Regions from separate parts of the Mus musculus genome. Here regions 1 and 3 are each linked to region 2. Evidence: chromatin contacts called from public ChIA-PET and HiChIP or PLAC-seq data. All regions are on one chromosome and are shown on one strand. Each heading gives the region's core, a stretch centred on a gene start, on an enhancer-like site or on the middle of the called end of the contact. The rest is flanking DNA. Distances are from core to core; before and after follow the strand shown.

Region 1 (5,125 bases), core at 661-3,160, 92 kb after region 2:
GGGGAGGTTTGAGCACTCTGCAATTAGACATTTCCCAAAGAATCTTCAGACACTAAAGTAATTTGAAATCTATTTTTATTATAATAATAACCAGCGCTCTTCTTAGGTTCTGACTCTAAATGTCAAAGTGTGACATTTACCTGTGATGTCAGTAACCTTTGTGCCATTCGTCATCGTTTGAATCAGGCACCTATGATTCTCGAATTCCTCAAACCTCAAACGACAAAGCTCCCGGCCTTATGGGGCCAGATGTTAGTGAGAGATTAAAAAATTCCCAAGAGTCCTATAATTACAGTGTCCTGGAAAGGGATTGACAGGACTAACATAGGCGGGTTTTCAAGAGGCATTTCTCAGACCCAGAGACTAAGGCCCAGGTAAGAAGGTGAGGCCAGGAAAACTTCCCAGGTATTAGAAGTTTGCAAAAACTCTTGTGAGGGAGGAAAGGGTCATTGTGGCTGGAGAAAGGAGAGGATGAACATGGTCTGAGCAGAGAGGGGAGCTGGAGAGGTAGGCAAGGTGCCTGGCCCTGGAGGGCTTGGTTAGGGTAATTTTTTTTTCCCCAAAAGAATGGGATACTGAACAGCAACAAGGTCACATGGTACAGTATTTGAACAAAAATTCTTCTTGTGGTTTGAGATTTGGAGAAGGGTAGGAGGGGATGTGGATAAAATAGGCTAGGTCAGTGTCCTTACACTATCTGCAGGTCAGGGTAATTTTAACTAAGGTGGTTGCTGATGAAGGAGATGAGAGAGATTCAAGGAAACTTTAGCAGATAAAAGCAAAGAATTTGCAGATAAATTGGAAAGGTACATTATACTTTTTTTTCTTTTGCTATGGGGTAGATACATTAAATTATGATGAAGTTTTTTGTTTGTTTTTTGAGTCAGGGTGGTGTTGCCTTGGCTCTCCTGAAACTCTGTAGACCAGGTTGGCCCTGAACTCTGAGATCTGCTTGCTTCTGTCACTCAAGTGCAGGGATCAAAGGCATGCGCCAAGACTGCCTGGTACAATGAAGTTGTTACATTGCCATTAATAACCCGACCTAAGTTATGCAAAAAAAAAAAAAATTGCCTCAGACTATTTTGAAAATTTCAAAGCTGGGTGGAGGACATGGTTTTACTTCCCATTTCTTATCCTAATCTTGTTGAAAAATAGTCTTTTCTAGAAGTGCTTGTGATAGTGGAACTTTTTCTGGACAGGTCTTACAAATCTAAATGTAAAAGCCAGTGGTATCATATTAGTAAACAATTTTAGAGCTTTTCTGACTGCTTGATGGTAATTACTATCCTTTTGGTCACTTTCAAGTATATAACAAAAATGATTTATATTGCCTTTATTATTTTTTTTTTTTGTTGCCTGCAATTCCTTTGACAGGACCCAAATGAATAGGCTGTTTTTGTCCCAAACTAAGTAATTTCCTTCTAAGAATTTCTTGGTTGGTGTTGGATAATTGCCCACCCTCTGCCGGACTCCGAAAAAACCCACGGTTTATTCTAGAGGATTAGTGGAAGACCTGTTTTACCACCGCGAGTGCCATTTGATTAATATTATGTTTTTGGGAGTGAGACTCCGGGCAGCCCTCGCAAAGCTGCGCGTCGCTGTGCGCGCCCCAGGCCTGCGCGGATGCTCGCCCGGGGGGCTCCGAGGGGGCGTGTCTTGTGCTTCCCTGACTGGCCAGGGGCGGCTCGAGAGACTGGGAAGTCAGCAGTTTGCATGGCCGAGGGCTGGGCGCTTGGGAAGAGGGGCGGAGGACCGAGAGGGATCTCCCCGCCTCCGTTCCTCTCGGTCCAATCCCTTCGGCTTCTGCTTCGGCTTCGCCAGCGCGGCCGGGGCCCTAACCTGCTCGAACCCATTATGCCGTAGAGGCCGGCCGGGGCTCTTTAAGGCCCTCGCCGCGCCTGCGCCCTGGGCTTTCGTGAAGCGGCCCGACCAGAGCCGGGCGGAGCTGGCGGGCGTGGGGCTGCGCGGGGTTCTCCCGAGTCGTCGGCGGTACGGTGGAGGGTCGCGGGCAGCTCCGGGTTCCTGAGCAGGAGGCGTGCGCCGGGTCACGCGGGGAACGCGGCCGCGGAGGCCGAGCCGGGCCGAGGCGCTTGGAGGCGGCGGCGGCACGGCCGCCGGCTGCATGGGAAGTTCATGTTGACGGCGGAGTCCACCCCAGGTTTCCAAGGTGAGGGGCGCCGCGCCAGGCCGGGCTGCGGCGAGGGAGGGCGCGGGCGCCGCCGAGGGCCGCGCCGCCCACCCGGGCCGCCGCCGAGTTTGCGGCGCGAGCCCGCCGGGGCCTGCGTTCCCCGCTCTCGCCTGGCCCGGGCGGCCTCGGGGCCCGTCCTCGAGGACACGGCGGTCCGCCGCGCCCTGCTCGGAAAGTTGGCGTCTCCATTCGGCCTGCGGCGGCTGCCGGCAGGTGATGGGCGAGCCAGGTGTGCAGAGCGACGGCGCACGGAGCTCCTGTGCACCCGGTTGCCCATCGCCTAACGGGGCTAGCCTGAGATTAACCGCGGGTTTCCGGTGGGTTGGCTTGCGGTGGTGGCGCCTGCGCTGGTGACTCCGACCTTAGGTCTTTTCACCAAAGAGCGAAGCAAAAGTTCTGGACCGGTTCCCTCGCAGTCCCGTTTCTGCTGGAGGGGATTTTGAAGAGCAACAAGCGGTTTTCTTTGGAGAATAATAAACCTTTCTCCGCCGAGAGAATGAATTCCAGAGCTTCCTGAAGTTAGAGAAACATGGTCTGTTGGTAGTTTTTAATCTTTGCGCGGTGTTTTTTTTTTTTTTTTTTTTTTTGGTGTGTGTGTTTTAAATTTTATTAGTAATAATTTCTCAGTGTTCCAGAACTTTGCTTCCTGTAAGATAGAAAATGCTCACCTTCTATGAGAAGTTTGTGTCAAGGAAATCTTAGAAAATTTATTCAAGCCTATCTGGAGTAGAAAGATCACAATTTTAAGTTTTCAGGTAATGATTTTTAAGTGAACCAACACAAACCAACAAATTACTAGGTTGGGATATATACCTCGGAGGAGTGGAATTGCTGTTTTTTTTTTGTTTGGTTTTCTTTCTGGGTCAGAGTTTTGCTATGTAGCCCAGGCTGTCCCCGTACTCCTGCCGTCGACCTCCTTGCAGTATATTGCCACTATTTCTGGTTGATTATTTTTTAAAAATTTCTGGCATTAGGTTCTGTTGGGCCTTCTCAAGACGGTTGAGAACTCTAGTTATTCCATACTTACGATGCTTACCATCTTCAAAAAATGCTGCGATTTGGATGGTGGTACTTTATCAGTGTGTGACTTTATTTTGCCTGGTGAATGAGTTTAAAAATATTAGTCATTTTTGTATTAATCTTTTGTGAAATGCCTCTTTTACGAATTATGCTTAGGTTTTTGTTATTTTACTTTTCTTTTTTTTTGTTTGGTTTTTCGAGACAGGGTTTCTCTGTGTAGCCCTGGCTGTCCTGGAACTCACTCTGTAGACCAGGCTGGCCTCGAACTCAGAAATCCGCCTGCCTCTGTCTCCCAAGTGCTGGGATTAAAGGCGTACGCCTGGCTATTTTACTTTTCTATTGTTTTTTTAGTTCTGTCTTTTGTTTTGTTGGGGACAGAACCTACATCCTTGCATGAGCAACTGTGTTAACTTTCCAAGGTTTCTTTTATCAGTGGTCTGACAGTATCTGCAAAATTCCAGAAATAAACAACTTAGAAGTCTTAAATTTTTCTTTAAATTGAACTTATTTAGGTACTCTCGGGCAGGCCCCTTTCTGAGGACTTGATACAGATTAGCTCACTTAGTTTTAAGTTACATGCCTTTTGGAGTAGCTGAACATTAAGTGGGCTGCTAATTACTCCTTTGTCCAGCATATCTAGTTAGTTACTCAGTAACCATTGGGGGGTTGTCAGATGGACTGCTTTGCCATCTCCAGCTTGTGCTCAAGGGTCCCTTATTTTACTAATAATGGCCCTAAGTGCAAGAGTGCTTCCTTTTGTATGTGCCAAAAGTGGGGCTGTAAAAAAAAAAATGCTCCTTTGAAGTGAAAGTGACTATTGTTGACTTAATAATAATAAAGAAGTTGTGTGGTGTAGATGTTGCTAAGAACAATCTTCAGTCTGTAAAATCATGAGGAAGGATAAAGGAGGAGTTGTGATAGTTTTGTGATAGCATTTCAGCATCACAGCACAACCACACTGATGAATTTCAGAGGAAGGTGCTCTGGGAGCTTCTGGGGAGCACTAGATGTCTTGGGATGTATCTCCTGTGGACAAGGGGACCTGTTACACACAGCTGGCTGCCAGTGTTCTGAAAGCTGGGCAGAGGAAGTGGGCAGTGGGTGGCTGCTGTTGGCTAAAAACACTTCTGCTTAATCCCTTGGCTTTCAGCCTTGAACTTCACTCTGCTTGGTCTGGAGTTACTCCACGTTAGTGTTTCCAGGAATAAGTCATGAGAGGGTAGGAATGGAGTCCTAGAAAGCCTAGCTGTACCCTTATACAGGCTGACCCTCTTAGCCTCTTCAACACTGACCTTGGGTAATTCAGGTCCTTAGTCTTTCTGGGCTTTTGTGATTGGCCCTAAATAGTTGCTTCCTTAACCATAGGTCTTCATTCCCATTTGTGAGCCTGAAGGTTCAGCTTCCTCTCCTCTCTCATTTGCTCATTCATCTCTTATCTTGCTTTGTGTGTGGATATCTTGTTTTTTCCCCGGCCTGTCTCTGGAAGGTAAAGATAGCTTCTTTAAGTTGTGTTTTCTTTGCTTAGTTTGCTTCCTCCAAGTTAACTTTCAACTTGGTATTACTGCTTGATTGGTAGGGGGTCTTCTCATGACTGGCTGGCAGTCTCTTGTTTCTCTGTTCATGGTTAAGAAAGAGCGCCTGACAGTTAATCAGAGGGAAGACCAGAGTTTATAAATAGGAGCTACTAACGTCCAGGTTTACCCTATAAGCCTGTTTCAGGCAAAAGTTCTTAGCTTTGGCTGTATCTTAGAATCTCATGGAGAGCTTTTAAAATAATGTCCTTGTCATTCATGACTGAATACATCAGTATCTCTCGGGATAGGACCCATGCAGTATTACTTGTAAAACTTGATTTATTATATAGGGTAAAATTCACACTACTAAGTATGTGGTTTTGTGGTTTCACCATATATACCT
Region 2 (4,811 bases), core at 451-2,950:
TCAAGCTTAATCCCCAGGACCAATGTAAAGGTGGAAGAAGATAAGCAGCTCCACAAGATTGTCCTCCCCGGACCTTCCTGTGCCTGTGGCATGCATGTCCCAGCACACACATTATGCGCACACATACACATACACAACTGCCATCACCACCACTAGGTAAAATAAGACTAGCATGAGCCAGGCATGTTGTTTCATACCTGTAATTCCAGCACTGAAAAAGCTGAGACAGAGTTGCCACAGTTCACATTCAGCCAGGGCAACAGAGTGAATCCCAGGCTAGCTTGAGTGAAATTCTGTCTGAAACAAAACCCAAAGCCAAACAAAAACTGGCCATACAAGGTCTTACAAAGGTTATACGGAATAGGGAAGAGTCTATGGTTCAAGCCTTTGAGATAACTAAGATGAAAAGTGTTTATTAAAGACGTGAACATTATTTTCTTTTTGGCTACATAAATTAACCCATCCATTGCAGGCTAGGCAAGTCTCAGATGGAAGCACTTTTACTGGTCTTTCAGTACCTTGAGTCTTCTGATGGCAGACTTGAGTTTGACAGTAGAGAGATATTATAGGTCCAGCCCTTGTTTTCTGTCACGGAGCCACAGTGCCCCATGCTATTGGCTCGTCTCCTCATCGTGGTCTTGCCATGGATGGGACAAGTGTACTTGGTGTGCTAGCTGATCTCTCTGCTTCACCATTTGGCAGGCAGTACTGCTTGGTAGACAGGTTTAGCAGTTACTGAGCTGACACCAGGCATCTGTGTGATTGGGGGTAAATGACCTGGGCTTTCTGCTTTAGTTTGCTTGCCAGTAGCATACAGGAACAGGACAGAGTTATGCCCTCTCTTCAGTAAATAATCCTCATTAGTGCTGAGTGTGAGAAGTTAGGCAGGGCAAGTTCGTTGTCAGAAGTCTTTGGGCATGAGGCCGTCTGCACCTGATATCCTTCATCTTGACACTGCTAAGGAACCACAGTCAGCCAGCGATCAATTTCCAACAGCCGCCGTTGTCCGCACATAGCATGCTGGAGGAAAGCCAGAATTTATTTTTGCCAGAAACTCTCTTGGCAAATGGGTTTCCCTAGAGACGGCTGTTTAATTTTGTGGTGTGGCGAATGGTTTGGTGGAAAAGAAGAGGAACGCAGGGTGCTTATTTGTTCCATAACTACCTGTGTCTCAAGACACTCTGAGGGGGAGGGGAGCTGAGGTGGAAAGAAGGGCTGAGAAATCTCACGCTGAAATGCGTTTGAACTATGCATATGCACTTATACAAACTAAAACTTTGCCTACAGCGCATTGCCACATCCTACAGTCTGTGTTGCTGCAATAGCTCCCTCACTAGTTTCTCTGTCCTCGAGTTCCTTTCAAAGCTTCCACACTCACATCTAAAATAACAGTTTTACCAGGCTATGTTCATTCATTCATTTATTTAGGAATCTTACAACTTTTTTATTCTCATTATTGTCAAACATCTAAAGTTAATTAAGCAAACATTGTAAGCATCTAAGTGTAAGTTGCTGTGAAAAGGTAAAAGTGAGTAAGATGTAGCTTCTGAAGGTGTATAATATCAACATTATTGCTACCCTCCCCAGGACCTTTTCCATTTGAAAGTTGGTTCTACTTCACCGCATTCTGCTTAAGCACGCTGGGGTTATGCTGAGGTTATCTCCACACCGCCAGGCTCCGCTCCGCGGGCAGTTTTCAGTCCTAACAGCACGTGGCTTTGCTATAGCTTTGTATATTGCTGACTAGGCTCAGGCATTGGATCACATAGTCCCCATCCCTAGCTGGGATGCTGTCTAGGGAAGTTTAAGAAGTGCCCCCTTGCTGCAGGAAGTTTGTCACTGGCACCGCCTTTGAGAGTGTGTAGTGTTGCTCTGTTCTAGTCCACTTTCTGTTTCTTGCTTGTAGTCGAGATGTGCTCCGTCAGCTTCCTGCTCCTGCCCCCTTGCCCGCCGCCTGCTGCCATGTCTCCCCACCGTGGTGACTCATATCCCTGTGGAGCCATAAGCCCAAATAAACTTCTATCAATTGCTTTGATCATGGTGTTTTATCACACCAACAGAAAGGTAACTAATACATTGACCATGCTTGTCTCCAGAGTTCTTAGGTAAAGAAATTACTCATACTTTCCATTTGTTCTTGGAATTTTTAAAGGAACAAAGCATAGGTTTTTGTCCATCTTTAATTTTGGTCCCTTCCCTATCCTAAATTGGATTCCAGCTTACTATCTGGCCACGGATGGCCTAGAATTCCTAATCCTTCTGGCCCTACAATTTTTGGGATTTTTGGGATTACAGAAATGTGTCGCCGTACCTGGATATTTTAGGTTGTTTTCTGTGTTATTCGTTTCTGTCTTTATTATTTTCTCCTTTTTTTTGGTTTTGTTTTTTGTCTTTTTTTGGCTTGCTGAGCTGTATGTCTTTAAAGATTTATTTATTTTTATTTTGTGCATAGAAGTGTTTTGCCTGAATCTATGTGTGTCTGCATTAACCATGGAGGCCAGAAAAGGGTGTTGGATCCCTATAGCTGGGGTCATAGATGGTTGTGAGCCACATAGTGGTGCTGGGACAGAATTTTTACAAAGTCCTTTTTCAAGAGCAGCCAGTGCTCTTTAGCTCCAAGCCATCTCTCCTGCGCTTTTAATTTTTTGAGAAAGATCTGTATTTGTGTGTGTGTGTCCCCTACACACGTACAGGTGGTGATGGAGGCCAGAGGAGTGCTGGATCTGTGAGACTGGCAGGCGTTATAGAAAATTGTGGGCTGTCTGACAGAGGTGCTGGGAATTGAACCTAGGCCTCTGAAAGAGCAGTTAAGGCTTTTAAAGCTGGGCCATCTCTCCAGCCCTTACCTCTAAATTAAAAAAATTTTTTTTTTTTTTGGCAGCAGTTTAAGATTTAATAGAACCGAGTAAACTGCAGGGTCTGTTACTCTGTATCCCCACAGATTCAGTCTTTCTCACTGTCAGCATGCAGCACAGTAGTGGTTACAGTCCATCAGGTCAGTCAGCCTGCATTGACATCAGGCCACTTATCTCCTTCCGCTCACCCACGTTGTCTGGCTATCTCTTTATCGCCTCCACATTTCTGCTGTTCTAGATATCCTGCTGTTAGACTAGCACAGTATGTAGCCCGCCTGTTCAGGTTGGCTTTTTACATAATAATATGCATTAAATTATTTTTTCCCTGTGCTGAGGTCCTCATGAAAGATAGATAATCACTCTGCCACCAGTCCACCCTGCCCCCAGTCAGAGTAATATGACTTAAGATCCCTTCATGTCTTAAATTTTTTAATATTTATTTATTCTATGTATGTGTGCAGCAGTCATACCACAGTACACATATGGTGGTCAGAGACTGACATCTGGGAGTTCTTTCCTTCCACCATGTAGGTTTTAGGACTTGAACTCTAGTGGCCAAGCTTGGTCACAAGTGCCTTTACACACTGAGCCTTCTCATAGGCCCCAAGTTTCTCCTATGTCTAGATATTTTATTTCTTGTTGTTGCTGAGTAAGTAACATTCTTTTGGGTAAGTGTACCACAGTTTAGATTTGTATACATGAAGGCAAAATACTCATATGCATAAAGAATAAAAATAAATATGTAAAAACAGTTAAAAGAAAACATGGATAAGTGGGGGCTGTTGTATATAATGTATATTTCATTCAAAGAATCTATAGACCAGTAAGGGAAGTAAGCACACACTTGGAGAGATACTTGTTAGGTCAGGGGTATATATAGAGTATTGTAGAACCCTAATAATGGGCATCACAGTGAGCCACGTTTCAGTATGTAGCTTAGGCTGCCCTTGAACTTGTGTCATTCCTCCTGATTCTGTCACCTTAATTCTGGCATTACAAGGTATGCTGCAAAGCTTGGCTGTAATAAAGGATTTGGAACCAAAGGTTTAGACCTTCAGGAAATGAAGAACAAGGTAAAGAGTCGATGGGGGAAGTGACTGATGACTAAGGATGTTGAACATTTTTTTAGGTGCTTCTCAGCCATTCATATTCCTCGGTTGAGAATTCTTTGTTTAGCTCTGTACCCCATTTTTAAAGTAGGGTTATTTGGTTCTTTGGGGTCTAACTTCTTAAGTTCTTTATATATTGGATATTAGCCCTCTATCAGATGTAGAGTTGGTAAAAATCTTTTCCCAATCTGTTGGTGGCCTTTTTGTCTTATTGACAGTGTCCTTTGCCTTACAGAAGCTTTGCAATTTTATGAGGTCCCATTTATCAATTCTTGATCTTACAGCACAAGCCATTGCTGTTCTTTTCAGGAATTTTTCCCCTGTGTCCCTATGTTCAAGGCTTTTCCCCACTTTCTCCTTTATAAGTTTCAGTGTCTCTGGTTTTATGTGGAGTTCTTTGATCCACTTAGACTTGAGCTTTGTACAAGGAGATATGAATGGATCAATTTGCATTCTTCTACATGATAACTGCCAGTTGAGCCAGCACCATTTGTTGAAGATGCTGTCTTCTTTCTACTGGATGGTTTTAACTCCTTTCTCAAAGACCAAGTGACCATAGATGTGTGGATTTATTTCTGGGTCTTCAGTTCTATTCCATTGATCTACCTGTCTGTCGATGTACCAGTAGTACCATGCAGTTTTTATCACAATTGCTCTATAGTACAGTTTGAGGTCAGGCATGGTGATTCCACCAGAAGTTCTTTTATTGTTGAGAATAGTTTTTGCTGTCCTAGGTTTTTTTGTTATTCTAGATGAATTTGCAAATTGCCCTTTCTAACTCTGTGAAGAATTGAGTTGGAATTTTGATGGGAATTGCTTTGAATCTGTAGATTGCTTTTGGCAAGAT
Region 3 (4,497 bases), core at 35-2,534, 100 kb before region 2:
TCTAGCTCTACTTTGATCTCATGAGGTACTTTTCTATGTCAATTACAGGCTTGTCTGGGTTTTCAAATTCTAACTACTGTTGCATGGTAATATCTTCAACCAAAGTTAAAGGTTTTAAAGAATAAAACAGCATTCCATACCCCTTTTCCTATTGTTCACAATCTCTCGTACCACTCAATAAATCCATCTCTGCCAAAGAAAAAATTAACCACCAAGGACTGCAGATTGTAAATCACAGTTAAGAGTTCTGGCACTATGGAAATGTGTTAAGAAATCCTGGAAAATTTTGGTTAAACCCCTTAGTGCCGTAAGTAACTAAGTTGTAATGATGAATACAAATTATCAGGGCAAGAAATTTTAATTGAACGGAAGAAATGCCTCCAAATAAAAGCTATCTCTTCCCCGTATCAATTCACCTATCACTTCTTCTCTTTAAGCTTCCAGGGCTTGCTTTCCAGGGTATTTTCCTCATCCTCGTACGCTAGCTATCTAGCCCACCACTAGATTCCCCTACCACAATTCCACACAATTCCAGCACCCTCTGGTTCCAAACTGCTACTTTCCTTAGCACCCCTTAAAGTGCCAGTCAGCCCCTCTACTAGGCTCCCCGCATTCTGACGGCTCCTCCCCTCGGTTCCCCACCCCCTCATCACCAGGTTCATCCTGCCCCTCCAACCGTCTCCCGCCCCCAGGTTCCTTCCTGCCCTCCAAACACAGCTTCCCTGTCTCAACGTTTTATCTAATTCCACCAACTGACTCCCGAGCGGGGCGCCCCGCTCCTTCCCCCAGTCCCTATTTTTACCAACATCTCACTGACTACCCCTCCCGATCCATTCTTTCAACATATGCATCAATGCAAAAACACCCCCACACAGGACTCCCTTGCCCAAAGCGGAGCCTCCATCTTTCCCCTTTCTTTTGCTTCCTTTCTTTCGTCTCTCCTCATCCCAACCTCCTCCCAAAGAGTCGGTTCCCAGGCCAAGGTCTCTCACCTCATTCGGTCACTTAAGTGGTGCCAACCGCTTCATACAGGAAAATAGAAGCAATCTCGTTCCCGTGGGCGCTCCCCCGCGAGTCCGGGCACTCCCTGGGCACCCGCCCCAGCGGGAGCCCTGCGCACACGCACACACACACCGAGTTCCTTGGGGACGAGGGTTAGGAAGGAGAATGTGCGTGCTCACACCGGCCTCAAACACAGACCACTTCGCAACAGCCCTTCGCCATTTTGGTTTCCCGCGGACTAGCGGTGCATTCTGGGAGCGCGGAGCTACTCCGGGGCCGAATGGCAGCTCTCCAGAGCCGCAGAGGGGCGGGGCCTGCGCGGCGAGCGCGGAGGAACACCGCGCCCTGCGTCCCGGACCAGCGCTGAACAAAGAGGGACTCTTTAACGTCGCGGTGGAATTAAGTCCTCTTGCTGCCGGTGCAGACACAATAGTGAGCGCAGCGCTTCCCGACGCTGATGCTTGCCTTACTAGGTCTTTTAAAAAGAGAGATCGTGTCCAGTCTTTCGTGCGGTCTTTTTTAATGCCCTCAGAAATAGGATATTGCTCAGTACATCTTGATGGGGTGATTTCCTTTCTGAAGAAAGGAAATTATTAACTGGAAAAAATACTTTTCTTTTACCTTCACCTAGAGGCCTGCTGTTATAATCCCCTTAAGTGGGGAGGAGACCCTGGATGGCAAATTTCGTTCAATGAATACTATCCAAATCCAAACTTATCTGGAATCTGTAATGGGAGATTTTCACTTTTTTTTCCTCTGACGATGAACGAGATTTTTTTTTCCCTGTTTACCTGCTTTGTGACCTTTCCTAATTGTAGTGAAATTTGAGCATACCCTCCTGCAAAGCAGTTGATTGAAGGAACACACAACTTTCATACTATTGCAGGCTTTTATATGAGGCCCAGCTGATAAATGGAATGCATGCTTATATCTTTGACTTATATTTGAATGCAACCCAGCACTTATAGAAACACCTGTAATACGTTTCTATTTTGTGAAAATATTTTCAGAGTCATATACTTTTTATCACAGATTATGTCACAGAGGCAGTACTGAATTTTCTCTCTGAAGAAATACCTCTTATGATCTAAATTCCTTTCACTCATATTTCAAGAGTTCCCTTTAAGCTGGGCGGTGGTGGCGCACGCCTTTGATCCTAGCACTTGAGAGGCAGAGGCAGGCAGATTTCTGAATTCAAGGCCAGCCTGGTCTACAGAGTGAGTTCCAGGACAGCCAGGGCTATACAGAGAAACCCTGTCTCGAAAAACAAAACAAAACAAAACAAAAAAGAGTTCCCTTTACCTAGGTTCTGAAAAATCTGGCAAATAGGCATATTCATATTATACTACATTTTTTTTTCTTTTTTGAAGACAGAGTCTATCTATTATATAGCTCTGGTTGTCCTGGAACTCATTGTGTAGACCAGGCTTGCCTCAAGCTCACAGAGATCTTCCTGTCTCTGCCTCCTCAGTACTGGGATTAAAAGGCCTGAGCCACCATGGCTAGCTTTGTATTATACAGTATATTTTATTCAGTACATTATATCAATCTGTGTCTCTCCCTCTTTCTCTCTCTCTCTGTCTCTCTCTCTCTCTCATGTGTCTCTGTATCTGACTCTCTCACACACACACTGTCTCTCTCTGTCTCTCACACACACACACTCTCTCTGTCTCTCTCACACACACACACTCTCTCTGTCTCTGTCTCTCTCTCTCTCTCACACACACACACACACTCTCTCTCTCTGTCTCTGTCTCTCTGTCTCTGTCTCTCTCTCTCTCACACACACACACACACACACACACACTCTCTTGTCTCTGTCTCTCTCTCTCTCTCACACACACACACACACACACTCTGTCTCTGTCTCTGTCTCTCTCTCTCTCTCTCTCTCTCTCTCTCACACACACACACACACACACACACACAGTAGTTAAGAGCTCTTGAGTACCTGTGTTCAATTCCCAGCACCCACATGACAGATCACAGTGTCTTTAGCTCTAATTCTAAGAGGCAAAACAGCATAGTACATAAAATAAAAATAGGTAAGTCTTTTAAAAGAGGTTGGAGAGATGGCTCAGTGGTTAAGAGCACTGACTGCTCTTCCAGAGGTCCTGAGTTCAATTCCCAGCAACCACACAATGGGTCATAAACTGTAATGGGATCCGATGCCCTCTTCTGGTGTGTCTGAAGAGAAGGACTCTCTTATACATATACATAAAATAAGTAAATATAAATCTTGAAAACAAACTATACATCAGGTGGGTGCCATAATTTAAAACTCGATACAAGGAAACATAATCTGCTTTACACTTTCTGACCTAAACTTTGGCACCTTTGGTCACAAAAAGTGATCTAATACTTTGTAAATTAAAGAACTCTAAGACACCTTTTTTCTGTTTGTTTGTTTGTTTGTTTGTTTGTTTGTTTGTTTGTTGAGATGGGTATAGCTCTGGCTGTCCTGGAACTCACTCTGTAGACCAGGCTGACCTCAGGCTCAGAGATCCTCCTGACTCTGCCTCCCAAGTGCTGGGATCAAAGGCGTGCGCCACCACCTGTGCTTGACACCTCTTTAATTTTTTTCCTATGTAGACATGAGTGATTGGTTTTGTACCACAGTACATGGACTGAGTTGCATATTTTACATACCCAAACAGACCTGGCCTGCAGATTCTCCCAGCATCCCTCAGTCCCTGTCATTCTCTCCCCCAACCCTGAACTTTTCAGCACAGGGGCTGCTGGGCTGCCCTTCCCCCAGAGGCTCTTCCTTATAAAAGTCAGACATTTTGGTCTCTCTCTCTCTCTCTCTCTCTCTCTCTCTCTCTCTCTCTGTACCTCCTCTTCTCTTTCTCAAGAGCACCCTTTTTCTCTTTTTTCCCCCACCCCCATGGTGACATCCTTGGCCTCCTTCTTTAGGGCCAGTGAACTCACTCTCTGGAGAGCAGTTTCCCAATAAACCTGCCTAATCTGACTTGAATTGGCTCATTTCACCAGTAGCAGCAGATGTAATGGACTGACACCCACCCACAGAATAGCTGTAGCCATTTTGACCCATGCCTGCCAGCTATTTCATATTCTTGCTGTAACATGCCTGCCAGTCACAGGAAATTCCTAACGATCAGCTGGTAATATTTTGCCTAGTCAACCAAATGTTCCCCCCTCCTTTCCCTTTAAACCTTTGAACCTGGTTTTTCCTATTTAAAAAAAAAAAAAAAAACCTACCCTAAGAGCAGACTACTACCAAAATTAGGTTTCTGAGTTCTTTCTGCAGTCCTGATCATTCAGTTTAAGGTGTTTGTTCAATAAACTATTCTTGCTTAACTGAGGTCAGTGCTTATATGGTTTGAGTGGCGATTCTCAAACCCCAACAGCAGAGAAATAACCTATCATATGGTGCCAAACCTGAGAGAAGTTGCTTTGCAGCCACGCCAGTGACCCCGTTCATCCCTCATCCCAGGGTTTGAAACTAAACAATGAATATAAAGTTAGAACAAA

The links. ChIA-PET counts read pairs in DNA pulled down with a chosen protein or histone mark. HiChIP or PLAC-seq counts read pairs in DNA pulled down with a chosen protein or histone mark.
Region 1: a contact with region 2 is called in an RNA polymerase II ChIA-PET map of memory CD8 T cells, with 41 read pairs. The contact joins the promoter of Evi5 here to the enhancer-like site in region 2. A contact is called at or near these places in 1 of 484 Hi-C or Micro-C datasets (the G1E-ER4 cell line), 3 of 115 datasets of contacts at active chromatin or transcription factors (embryonic stem cells, memory CD8 T cells and microglia) and 3 of 9 other capture datasets (adipose tissue, liver and pancreatic islet).
Region 3: an H3K4me3 HiChIP or PLAC-seq map of the SCID.adh cell line shows a contact between it and region 2, with 34 read pairs. The contact joins the promoter of Mtf2 here to the enhancer-like site in region 2. A contact is called at or near these places in 5 of 115 datasets of contacts at active chromatin or transcription factors (the SCID.adh cell line, VIP interneurons, embryonic stem cells and 1 more) and 3 of 9 other capture datasets (adipose tissue, liver and pancreatic islet).

What each region holds. Positions count from the first base shown.
Region 1 is chr5:107,865,833-107,870,957 of GRCm38.p6, reverse strand. It overlaps Evi5 (ecotropic viral integration site 5), which reads left to right and starts at 1,910. Exons shown (of 20, transcript NM_001378824.1): 1 at 1,910-2,167.
Region 2 is chr5:107,958,005-107,962,815 of GRCm38.p6, reverse strand. The region is part of intron 1 of Dipk1a (divergent protein kinase domain 1A); the gene reads left to right. Among named protein-coding and RNA genes, the nearest start is that of Dipk1a, 27 kb to the left of the region's middle. Within about 2 kb of position 1,700, at least 156 of the 459 cell types and tissues checked have an H3K27ac peak or open chromatin away from gene starts, as enhancers often do. A contact at or near this core is called in the G1E-ER4 cell line, the SCID.adh cell line, adipose tissue and 3 more, where this site is marked.
Region 3 is chr5:108,062,461-108,066,957 of GRCm38.p6, reverse strand. It overlaps Mtf2 (metal response element binding transcription factor 2), which reads right to left and starts at 1,284. Exons shown (of 15, transcript NM_013827.3): 1 at 993-1,284. The coding sequence starts at 997.